2 separate regions of the Zea mays genome follow, and region 1 is linked to region 2. The links are chromatin contacts, called in public Hi-C maps. All regions are on one chromosome and are shown on one strand. Each heading gives the region's core, a stretch centred on a gene start, on an enhancer-like site or on the middle of the called end of the contact. The rest is flanking DNA. Distances are from core to core; before and after follow the strand shown. Region 1 holds the start of LOC100193941 (FKBP12-interacting protein of 37 kDa). Region 2 holds the start of LOC103626592 (GEM-like protein 7).

Region 1 (5,407 bases), core at 785-3,284, 180 kb after region 2:
CGACTGTCTGGTGAGGCCCGGACTGGCCCAAGTTTGGCCAAACTTAGCCAAACTTCTTTACTCATTTTCTTCTCCACTTGATTTCAACTATTAGGAGGATCTTCCTGTGACTTAGACAAACACAATTAGAGTATAATTCATTTGACTGAGTCGTAGAAGATTACCTCTTTTCAATCTTCTGCTAGCTTTACTGTTTCACCCCAAACAAAGCTCCAAATGACACTTTCTCCACATACTTAACCTTTGTCTTCATTTTGCTCCTTTTGGCCTATTTGAGGTCGATGTTGGACTCTAAAACTCTAAGTCTCCAAGACTTGATCCAGATTACCATCTATGAGCTCCAACACCCTGCATAGGTCACACAAAACATATCCAAACACAAGAACAACCCAAACTTAGGATCAAAGTAAACTTAGCTATTTTGGGTTGCTTCCAGGTTTTGGCTTTGACACTCCTTCTTCTAGTGACCTTGCTTTATGTCTTGAGCCTTATGACTTACAACACATAACCACTACCTCATTGGTTGTAAGTCATGTCCTTAGATAGTGATTCTCGATGCACTATATCTTTTCTCAACTCGATCAATCATTAACTTTGCAAGTCTTCTTCTTCACCCCTGACTTTGGGTTCCTCGGTCTCCTTGACCTTCTCCCATGCACTCGGTACCTCGAAGCTCTTCTTGCCTCCATCCTTGGCTTGACTAGTTGTCTCCAAGATATGCACACCAAGTCTCGCATAAGCAATGTTCTCCTTCACTTGTGATGTCCACAACCATAATCAACTTAGCCTTTGAACCATCACTCTTGAACACTTGTGTTGAACTTTACAAGCTTTTATACCAAGCACTTGTCCAACTCTTAACACACTTGTCAGTTTTTTAATTGAGTTGTCATCCAAACCACCAAAACCCACAAAACCCACAAAAGAGCTTTCAGAGCGCCATATGGCCCCTATGATAGGTTTTCGGGACATGAAGCTCCACGAGGCATGATCTCATTAGCAAGTTGTATGGTGGTTTCGTTCATAAAGAGTCTTGAATGCGTTTTGGCAGTATCGTACAATATAATCTTGACAACATTTGATGATGCTGGCATATTACACAATGTTTCCTTTAGTTAGATTAGTTTCAACGTAGCGTGACTAGAGAGAGAAGTTAACCCAAGTTAAAAGAACGCTACATCGTTTGTTTGGTCTAGTTGTGGCTATGAAAAAACTGATATGAGACGTAAGCTGTAAAAAAGTTAAAAACAATTTGGTGGAAGCTGCTAGAAGTCACTAAAAGTTCTTCCGGATACTTGCAAAGTTTTCCATAAAAAATCACTAAAAACATGTCTAAAAATGTTTTATTTTTGCAATGCCAGAAAGCCAACTTTTAAAAAGATATTGACTGGACTAAACCTTTTAGAGGGTGTTTGAATGTGCTAGAGCTAATAGTTAGTTGACTAAAAAATTTGCTAGTAGAATTAACTAGCTAACAAATAGTTAGTTAACTAGTAGTTAATTTACTAAAAATAGCTAATAGCTGAAATATTAGATAGGTTGTTTCGATGCCTCTAGCTAATTTTAACCACTAATTATTAGCTCTAGTGTATTCAAACACACTTTTAGTTTAGTTTGGCTTCTGACTTTCGAGGACAACCACGATCAAAATTCAAAAGCCAAACCAAACACAAACAGATGTCACGAAGAAACGGAGCTCACAGCGGCGTACTTGTTCCTGGGAACAAAGCGGCAGCAGGGGCGCAACCAAAATAAAAAATGAAAAAGAAACAGCGCCAGCTGATACGATACGACGAAGCCGGCAGCGTTTTTATTGGGCCGAGGCCCAGCGTACGGAGGGTTGTGCCACGAGGCAGTCTGGTGGGAACTGCAAGTTGACGCGCGGACGTACGATCCGTAGCGGACGGAGATCCTACTTCGACTGCTCTTTTTCTCTAGCCTCGCTAGGGGGTCCCGGACTCCCGGTTCCGGCCTAGAGGATCTCGTTCCCGGCCGTCTGCCGCTCGGTCCTCACCCGTCGCCGTCGCCCCCCTCCCGGTCCCGGCCTCCCGGCCTTCCAAATCGTCAGCGCAGGGCGCACACGCTTGCCCGCGCCGCCCAGCCAGCGGCACACGCCTGCCCGCGCCGCCCAGCCGCTCTCCCATAGCCGTCGCGCCGTCCCGGCCCTCCAAGGTAATGTGACACACTAGTCGCTCCTCAGTCCTCACTGCCCCTCTAACGATCTCCCCGTGCATTAATCTGGTCTGAACTTTCTTATTGTTTTGTCACCGATGGCAGATTCAGATTGGTGTTTTGCTGGCACCATGTCCAGTCCGTGGAGCCCTATGAGTTTGGAGGAAGAGGAAGAGATCCAAGAGCTCGATGCCGAGGAGCAGCAGGACGGTGAGCAGCCGCAGCAGGGTGATGGGCTGCAGCAGGGGTCCACAGCTGAAGCAAGGGCACAACAAACCGGAAAGAAACGCGCAAGATCAGTGGCCAACTCGTCTACTAAGTCTGAGGTATGGAAAGACTTCAAGTTCAGCAGAAGGTGAACCCGAGTGTTTAACCTTGCAAGATTTTTTTTTTTTTTGCTGACAGTAGGAATGGAACGTCATCTATGTTGAGGCATGTTAAAAAAATTAACTTCCAACTACTGTCTAATAGAGCTGAAGTGAGCAACTATTTCCTGCAATATGAGAAAAATGATGATGGGTCTGGTCGTTACACTGTAAAAAGGGATATCATGGCCATGTGTTTGAAAGGGGAAGAAAATAAGTCACTGAAGCTATCAATAATAATCTTGGCAGAGTTAATTTCACCTTAGATAATTGGCAACCAGATTGTCAAAATTACAATTGTATTTGCATTACTGCTCATTATATTGATGCTAAACGGAAATTGTATAAGAGGACCATTTGGATCAATAAATTGCATCCACCACTTGTCACTTGATATGGTTTCTATTGCTGATGAAGGGCACATGTCTTTTGTAATGGAAAGTTGATAGTAAAGTTATTTGCATGACCCTAGAAAATGCATTGTATAATGATAGAATGGTCGCTACTAGTACTCTTCAAGCTTACTTGCTGTGTGAAGGTGCTCTTCTTACCTAGCCTTTTCTGGTCTAACTATATTTGAAGGCAAACAAGATTGGCTCTACTCCAAAATCTTTCCGTTCCTTTCCACTAGCTAGGTAGGTCAAGGCTAAAAAACAAGCATGCCATGAACTGATAACCATTTATCACTTTTTGCAAAGCTTAAGTCTATTTTGTAGGATCTGAAGTTTATTATCTTGTCAGTAGATGTGGTTATGAGAATTTAAGTTGGTGGTGGAATGGCTTTAACATAGGGAAGAGGGATGGTTTGAGTTTGAAGCTGAACCATGCAACCTTGTTATGCTGGCGCCTGGCATCCAAGTGGTGCCGTAATCAAGAAATTGCAGATCTTTTTAGTCGGTTATCAGATTTGCTATATAATTACTATAGAAGATATGAGATTATGTGATTTTTGCTGACAGCTGGGGCTGAAAAAAATGCATTTTGTAAGCTGAAAAGCTCGCTTTAAATATTGCTCTGATTGTGCTCGTTTATCTCATAATACTAAAATTAGTCAATGTGGAACATATGTCAACCACACTTTGGTTAGGTTTGGCTCAACGTTTCAATTTGGAAGTTGCTTCTAGATTATAGTTAATATGATACTTAGTCAGAATATTTAGATTTTGAACAGATCTTGCTAGCTTGATATATACCCTTTGTTAATACTGTAATTTGTGGTGCAGGCAAAGATAAAGGTCGAGGAAAGTGCACCAGGAGCTGCGACAGGAGTGATTCTGTCTCTTCGTGAAAGGTACATCACATTTTATATTTGACTTTTTGAGAAAATGAATTTATATTGTTATAAATGGACATAGGAATAACATACTTCTCCTTTGTAGTTTACAGGACTGTAAACAAAGCCTTGCATCCTGCCAGGTTTGATGTCATTCACCTTTTCTGATGTTCTCATTTTCTAGAGCATTAAAATACTGTTATGTTATCTAGTTGTATAATATGTTACCTGTTCTAGTTTATTATTCTATAATTTTGGTGTAACTTGTTCACTATAAATCAACATTCACTTAGTGTCTTAGTGGTTGTCTGGATCCCCTAAATAGAAACCAGTTCTGACAAAACAAGTTTTACTAGGTATTTTAGAAAAAAACCAATTTAAAGTTGGTTAGTTTGTTAGACTGTACTTGAAGAGTTTTTTGTTTGGGCGGCACAAGCCTAAATGTCCAAACAGGACACTGCTTTGCGCGATACACACCTCACCCATGGCTAGTATTGTGAAGGTATTTCATGTGCACAGTGCTCATGAACTGGCCATGATAAGACCACCCTGCAGCCCTGCCAGCCGAACCAAGCCTGACTAGTGATGAGTGCAGTCTGCAATCCATGCCATTATATTCCCTCTCCAATCCATGATTACCATATAAATATATAATTAGCTCTGCTTGCTGCTGATATGTTGGCATTATAAAATTTGTTAACTAACAAGCCTGATGAAGAAGTTGACCTATATAAATAGAATTGCATTACTGAAGTGATAAGTTCTTTTTGAAGATTTAGGTAGGAAAAAAAAGAAACATAAGATTTTGGTGGATTAAGTGAGTTGGTCAACTGTTGCTTCCACTTCTTTCCAAATGCTGTAACAGTTTATCTGCTCTACCTAGGTAAAAATCATGATCTTTTTGTCACTGGAAATTATTTGAACTATTGTAACAGGTGGAACTTGAAGCTGCAAAATCAGAAATTGAGAAGTGGCATTCAGCATTTCAGAGCATTCCAGCTGTACCTTCTGGTACCAGTCCAGGTTCGTGAATTCAATACAACTCTGTATTAATATTTTGTATTTCCTAACCAAATCACCAAATATGCTAAATTATCTCAAATGTAGATCCTGTTTCAGTGGTATCTTACCTCAGTAACCTGAAGTCATCAGAGGAATCATTGAAGGAGCAGGTTTTTTTTGTCTTTCTACAAGGGACTGTTAAAATGGTCCTTCCTTTGCTTCAATTTTAATTTGGTTGTTACATACTCAGCTGGAGAAAGCAAAGAAAAGGGAGGCAGCTTTTATAGTAACATTTGCAAAACGAGAGCAGGAGATTGCAGAACTGAAGGTACCCTCTGGAAACCTCATTTTGCTATGAGATGGGACATGAAAATATGGCTAAATCTGTTGAATATTTTGTCATATAATTTCTTCATCTCTAGTGCACAGTTCATGATGCCAACCAGTTGGAAACTTAATAACTTATTATCAACGCCTTACTTATTTGATGGAAATATTTGTAATTCTTGCTGCTGCTTTGTTCATTTTGTTCCCTCTCATTCTCATGATGACTGTTCTTTTTTGTGTGTGTATTAATTCACAGTCTGCAGTTAGA
Region 2 (5,745 bases), core at 267-2,766:
CGGTCTCCCACCGTGGCGCCCTGCCGCCCTGTGTCTCGGTGGCCCGCGGCGGCCATGTCGGTGGCCCGGCCGCCTGGGCTTGGGCGGCAGCAGCAGCAGAAGCCTGCACTGCATGTGCGGTGCTCCTGGATTAGTGTGGGCCCAACCGCCCAGATTAAATAAAACAACGAACCCCCAAACTGGCCCACCCGCGGCGCACGCCGCACCATCATCAGCCCATCACCGTCAAGGCGTCCACTCGGAGATCGCTCGTGTTTGAGCTACCTACGTCTAACGTGTGTGGTTATTTAGGCCTCTGGTTCAGCTATATATTCATGAAAAACCCGAGATTATAGACACGAGCCGTGAGAAAGCTGTTGCGGCTGTAGAGAAGCTAAAATATGTTTAGTTACAACATCGGTAGGTTCGGTAAGCGTGTGATGATAGCTTGGTAAACGGACGACATGGATCTGAAAAAAAAATCCGGGATACAAAGGTGGTTCTGAATTGGACTAAAAGGAGGATTATGTAGATTTTTAGAAATCTATTCTAATGTTATACCCGTTCAATTGGAAATCGAGATTTTTTTTCAACATCAAATCTGGTTAAGAAAGCCCAACGAAACACGTCTTAGTTCTCTGACCCATTCTTTCTTCGTGTAGGTATTCATCCTCTTGCAAAAAAAGTAATACCCCATCCAGATCTAGATTATAAGTCGTTTCGACAAGGTTTAAGTCAAACTTTATAATTTTTTAGCTATAAATAATTGTTTTATTATTTATTTTTGAAACTTATTATTATTATTATTATCATTATTATTATTATTATTATTATTATTATGCATCGTTTTATCTTAAAAAGTACTTTATATATATATATATATATATATATATATATATATATATATATATATATATATATATATACTACTTATGTTTCTAATGTAGGCGTCCACACAAACGAATTGGTGCACGGTTCTGCCGATCTCTCCCACGCACGCGCATGGAAGCAGGCAGGCACCCTTCCCCGCCGCCCCGGATCTCGCCCCTCGCGGATCTCGCGCCAGCCCCCGCCTGCCCTTCCACTCTTCCCCCGTCGCCCCGTCGCGGATCTCGCCCCCCGCGAATCTCACGCTAGCCACAACCGCGCACCCTCTCACACGCGATGGAAGCAGCCCGCCATGCCCCTCCCACCACAACCACGCAGCACCGTCCCCCGCGGAGCCGGAGACGAGCGAATTGGCGGTGGAGGCGATGCCACTGGGCGACGGCGCGGAGGCGGTAGACTTCGTGCTGCCGGACAAGCTCCTGGCGGCGCTGCCACGGGACACCTACGAGCAGCTGGATCTGGCACGCTGCATCACCGCACTGGCGGTGTCCGGGTGGGTGTCCGGCCTGGAGTAGGAGGCGGGGCGCCTGCGGGCGGAGGTCGCGGGGAAGGACCGCGAGAACATCGAGCTTCGGGAGCGAGTGGTGCTGCTCGATACCGCGCTGCAGGAGACCAACGCCAGGCTCCGCTCCCCCATGCTCACGATGGCAGACCTTCTCCAAGCGATGGAGACTTTCACCCAGGAGCATGTCATTGGAATTCCATTGACTTCGTTTGCATATGCCGATGAGGAAAGACAAGGAAAATCTTCATGTTCTACCATGGTTCATAAAAAAAGTAAGAATCTCGCAACCTGCTTCCCCAGTGCTTCATTTGAAAGAGAAAAAAAATTGTGCCAATACTTACTTGATATCCTTTCGATGAAACAGATAAGAAGAGTTCCTTCATTCATCGGATGAACAAACTGAGCCATAAAACAGATAGCTACATGCAAGGATTCAAAGAACACTGTAAGAATCCAACCATTGTCCTTTTTCACAAAGTTGTGTTATGTTGATAAAATAAAATATTTCATCACTGATTAATCTTTTTTCTTTGCAGTAACCATGGGACCAAAAATTTCAGAAACTATAAAAGGGAAACTAAGCTTCGGTGCAAAGGTTCTCCAAGCTGGCGGTATTGATAAAGTCTTCAGAGAATACTTTGCAGTTGAGAAAGATGAGAAACTACGGAAGGCTTTCCAGTGCTATCTTTCAACCACAGCTGGTCCAATAGCTGGAATGCTTTTCATCTCAACTAAGAAGATTGCTTTCCATAGTGATAGGCCTTTGAGTTTCACGTCTCCTAAAGGAGGCAGTACAAGGGTGCCTTACAAGGTAATTGAAGCAAAATCTCTTCGTCAATATGCATACCTGAAGTTTATCAGATATAAAATGTGACCTAAAGATGTCGGACAAAGCTAATAAAATATGTACCTTCTGCAGGTGTTAATCCCCACAGAGAGGATGAAAAGTGCTTCAGTGCGGGAAAATTTATACAATCCAGATGAGAAGTATATTGATGTAGTCACTGTTGATGGCTTTGATTTTTGGTTCATGGGCTTTGTCAGCTATGAGAAGTCATTCAAATATCTCCAACAAGTAATTATGGAGCTGAGATGATGCACACAGTTTTGTAACGTAAAACATCATAGATACCATGCTGATATGGTATATGTACATTGAAGAGATAGAATTGATCTATCACATTGATTGTGAAGATGCCTGCACACACTTTTTATTCACCTATGGGGAGTCACCATCTGTTGATTATATGAAACTTAGCTTACTAGATGGAATCATCTTTCTTCTACTGGCCCTTGAGCGTAATTTTAGCAGGTTGAGTCATAACCTGATGTATATACTTGAGCTCACCCTCTGTTTAATAAGCTGTGACAGGGGACTTCTTTTATTGGGCATCTGTAATTTGAATTTCTTTTTGGTATTTAGGTACAACTTTTTCCCTGTCAGTGGTCAGTATCCATTGGCTTCGGGTATATAGAGTTAGAGAAATCGGCTTCAAGTTTACAATTAATTAGAGAAGTTACTTGGCTAGCTTCTAGAAACCATTATATAGGGCCTGTCAGCATACCCTCCCTATGAACAGAATCCTAATTTACACTATGACATGTTCTGATGCTTCTTTAGCCCATTATAATCCTATGCTTTATACAATATACTTTCAGTATCTTTCTTGCATTATATTTTCATATTCCACATCTTATTTTACACATGAAGTGTTGAGTGGGTATTTGTGTTTGTTTGAAATCTAATGGATGAAATGTTCTCATACTCAAAGTCCTCCATGTGCTACATGATGCTTTATTTTTTATACATCTATTTCACAATTGCAACGCCATTTGAGTTTGCTGGTATTATTTTTAGGATTTTTTCTTGCAATGCTGGTTCATATTTGGACATGATGTAGTGATGTGAGATCCTTGTTTCTCACCATATTCCCTTTCCTGTACCCATGGTGGTCTTCTACATATTTGTGCCTAAACATCGTATCAACGACTTGCCTGGTCATTGGGGAGTTTCAGTTATGGTCATAGCGATTGTCTTCACAATATACATAAGTGTTGTTTTGCTTTCTAAACTTTTTCGAGGAATTTTGTGGAGTCTTGTCTTCACAATATATTAGTTGTTGTGCTTGACCTTGCAGATCCTATGCATACCGATCTATTAGAGCTCGGTCGTCACCGATCAAAAAGGTTGCAAATAAGTTGTTTACAATTGTGATCAGGAATGAAGACGTCGCTGGCGACTCTAGGTAATTCCTTGCAAATAGCCATTTGTCAAGTTACGATGGCCGCCTGTCAAAATGAGACAATATTTATATATTTAGTTCAACTAAGCTTATATGCTCCAGAATAGGGACTCCACAATTTTTATAACACAACTTCAGTTAGCACGTCAAAGATGTTGCCTGTGTCCACTTGCTTCTCAATTTGTGTTCATTGTACCCCTTTCTTGTCTTTTTAGAAATCATGTTTTCTTGAGAATTAACAATAACTTCGTCACTGATGATAATTTTACAAGGGTGGCAAATAAAAGAGGCCAAAGGTTATGTATACAAGGGTTGGCACACGAATCAGTAAGGAAGTAGGAATGACTGGGAAGAAGTTGTACCTAACTACCAGAAATAAACTTTTGACTATTGGAGAAAAATATGTGACTCATGTATTTCCATTTACTCATGTGAAACAATTACAGTCGCAAGTGTGATAGGTAGAATGATTCATGACCATCATATGATTCCTAAGAATGAGAAACATGGCTCTATAACTGAATTCGTCTTTCACCAAATTCTTTATGATAGTTGTTTGATAGGTGACATAACTCCTTTCCTTTTTGGTGACAGATCTCAATGGTGGCCTAAAGCCCTGAAGAGCTTTGCAAGTAGGATACAACATTTCCTGAAGATCCTTGGAACTAGAGGTACACATGCTGTTTTGATCTTACTAAAGGAACTTGCAGTGGGCCACTGATTTTGTATAGGGTACAAAAGACTACATCAGCCATCCATTCCATCCTATTTAGATAGTATTCTAACTCACCTCCCTTGTTGGTACTTATTGTTTTGTATTATTCTGATGTACAAGGTATGTAATATCATAGAGATAAATAAGCCCCTGATGTTACAGCTAACTCATAATTATTGTCCAGCGGCAAGTGTTTTATTGTCCCACCCATTAACAGTTTCAAAAACCCACTGTTTTTTGTTTATCCAGTGCGCATAACAAACACACTTATTTTGAACACACTGCCACTATTTTTTACCTTGAATCAGGTTGGGGCTTCATTAGAAGAAGCGAACACCTCCATAATATAAACTGGGTCACCAACCTTGATGATCTTTCTTTCGCCCTTTCCTGAGAGATTCCTTGCAGACTAAATTATATCTGAAGTACACGTAGAAAAATTTATTAAAGTGTTCTATTGTCATTGTGAATGATCTTAACAAACTTACCAACTTGCAAGGTCAAACTTGCAAGGCCACAAATAATTTCTTAGCAAACTAAGCAGGTAATATGAGGAAGACAGGTTGCATAAGGCAAATACATGTTGTTTATTTTTGTGGCTTGGACGAAGCACTTGGTCGGACCGAAATGTCTATAGAGTTTCAGTTGGTTCAGTGCTAGGTACTCCATCCTCTTGATTAATGGTTGGCACCTAAATTAATCAACACAATAACTAAATAAACGATAATTTTATATGCATCGACTTTTGAAGTAATGTACACTATTCACCATTGTATAACTTGTATCCACTATGTCCGAGGGAAAACACCATTAGTTCATTACAATTAATTATTTCTCATTTTTACAATGGCCAACTAATAATCAAGTAATAACTATACTGAAGTCTACGATTGATCAAGAGATCGAACCTTTTATTTATTCGGTAATGGCAGGGTGGAAAATCCAAAGAGGTGGGGGTCTGTCAGGTAACATTTCTGTCATTTTCACATATGCAGTAGAGTCATAAAACTGTAGCAATTTCTTATACATCAAACAGTCATATGCTATGTTTGTATGTTATCTTTATACTTGATAACATATCGTAATAATGTTTGTTGTTCTGTATCTATGTTTTACACTAATTTTCAACTCTCGTGGCAACGCACGGGCATATTGAAGAAAAGGAAGAAATAGAGGTTTAAAGAGATATGCAAGTTATGAAGGGTTTCAAGTATATCTCTAAACACTGATGACTGCAAGGTCAGCAACTTAGTGCCTGCTTTACCTTTGAGATTGATTTGTGTATCGACTGAAATTGATTTGTTTGTATCACCATTCTTGGAAGGAAGAGTTCGCAACATCTTGATTTGATTGTCTCTGCAGGGGTCTTCTCCTTAATGGTTCTGAAGCATTGTTGCTTTTAGTGAAATACTAAT

Evidence for each region. Hi-C and Micro-C count contacts between places; a contact is called where the count stands out from the background.
Region 1: a contact with region 2 is called in a Hi-C map of bundle sheath, with 5 times the contacts expected there. The contact joins the promoter of LOC100193941 here to the promoter of LOC103626592 in region 2. A contact is called at or near these places in 15 of 25 Hi-C or Micro-C datasets (bundle sheath, ear, endosperm and 6 more) and 1 of 3 datasets of contacts at active chromatin or transcription factors (leaf).

What each region holds. Positions count from the first base shown.
Region 1 is chr5:78,706,655-78,712,061 of Zm-B73-REFERENCE-NAM-5.0, forward strand. It overlaps LOC100193941 (FKBP12-interacting protein of 37 kDa), which reads left to right and starts at 2,035. Exons shown (of 13, transcript NM_001139010.1): 1 at 2,035-2,172; 2 at 2,278-2,498; 3 at 3,761-3,828; 4 at 3,917-3,953; 5 at 4,746-4,833; 6 at 4,918-4,982; 7 at 5,063-5,140; 8 at 5,396-5,407. The coding sequence starts at 2,304.
Region 2 is chr5:78,525,558-78,531,302 of Zm-B73-REFERENCE-NAM-5.0, forward strand. LOC103626592 (GEM-like protein 7) reads left to right here and starts at 1,517. Exons shown (of 4, transcript XM_008647001.3): 1 at 1,517-1,644; 2 at 1,737-1,817; 3 at 1,909-2,183; 4 at 2,292-2,566. The coding sequence starts at 1,533. The coding sequence ends at 2,468. LOC103626593 (serine/arginine-rich SC35-like splicing factor SCL33) reads left to right here and starts at 5,559. Exons shown (of 4, transcript XM_008647002.3): 1 at 5,559-5,569. The coding sequence starts at 5,559.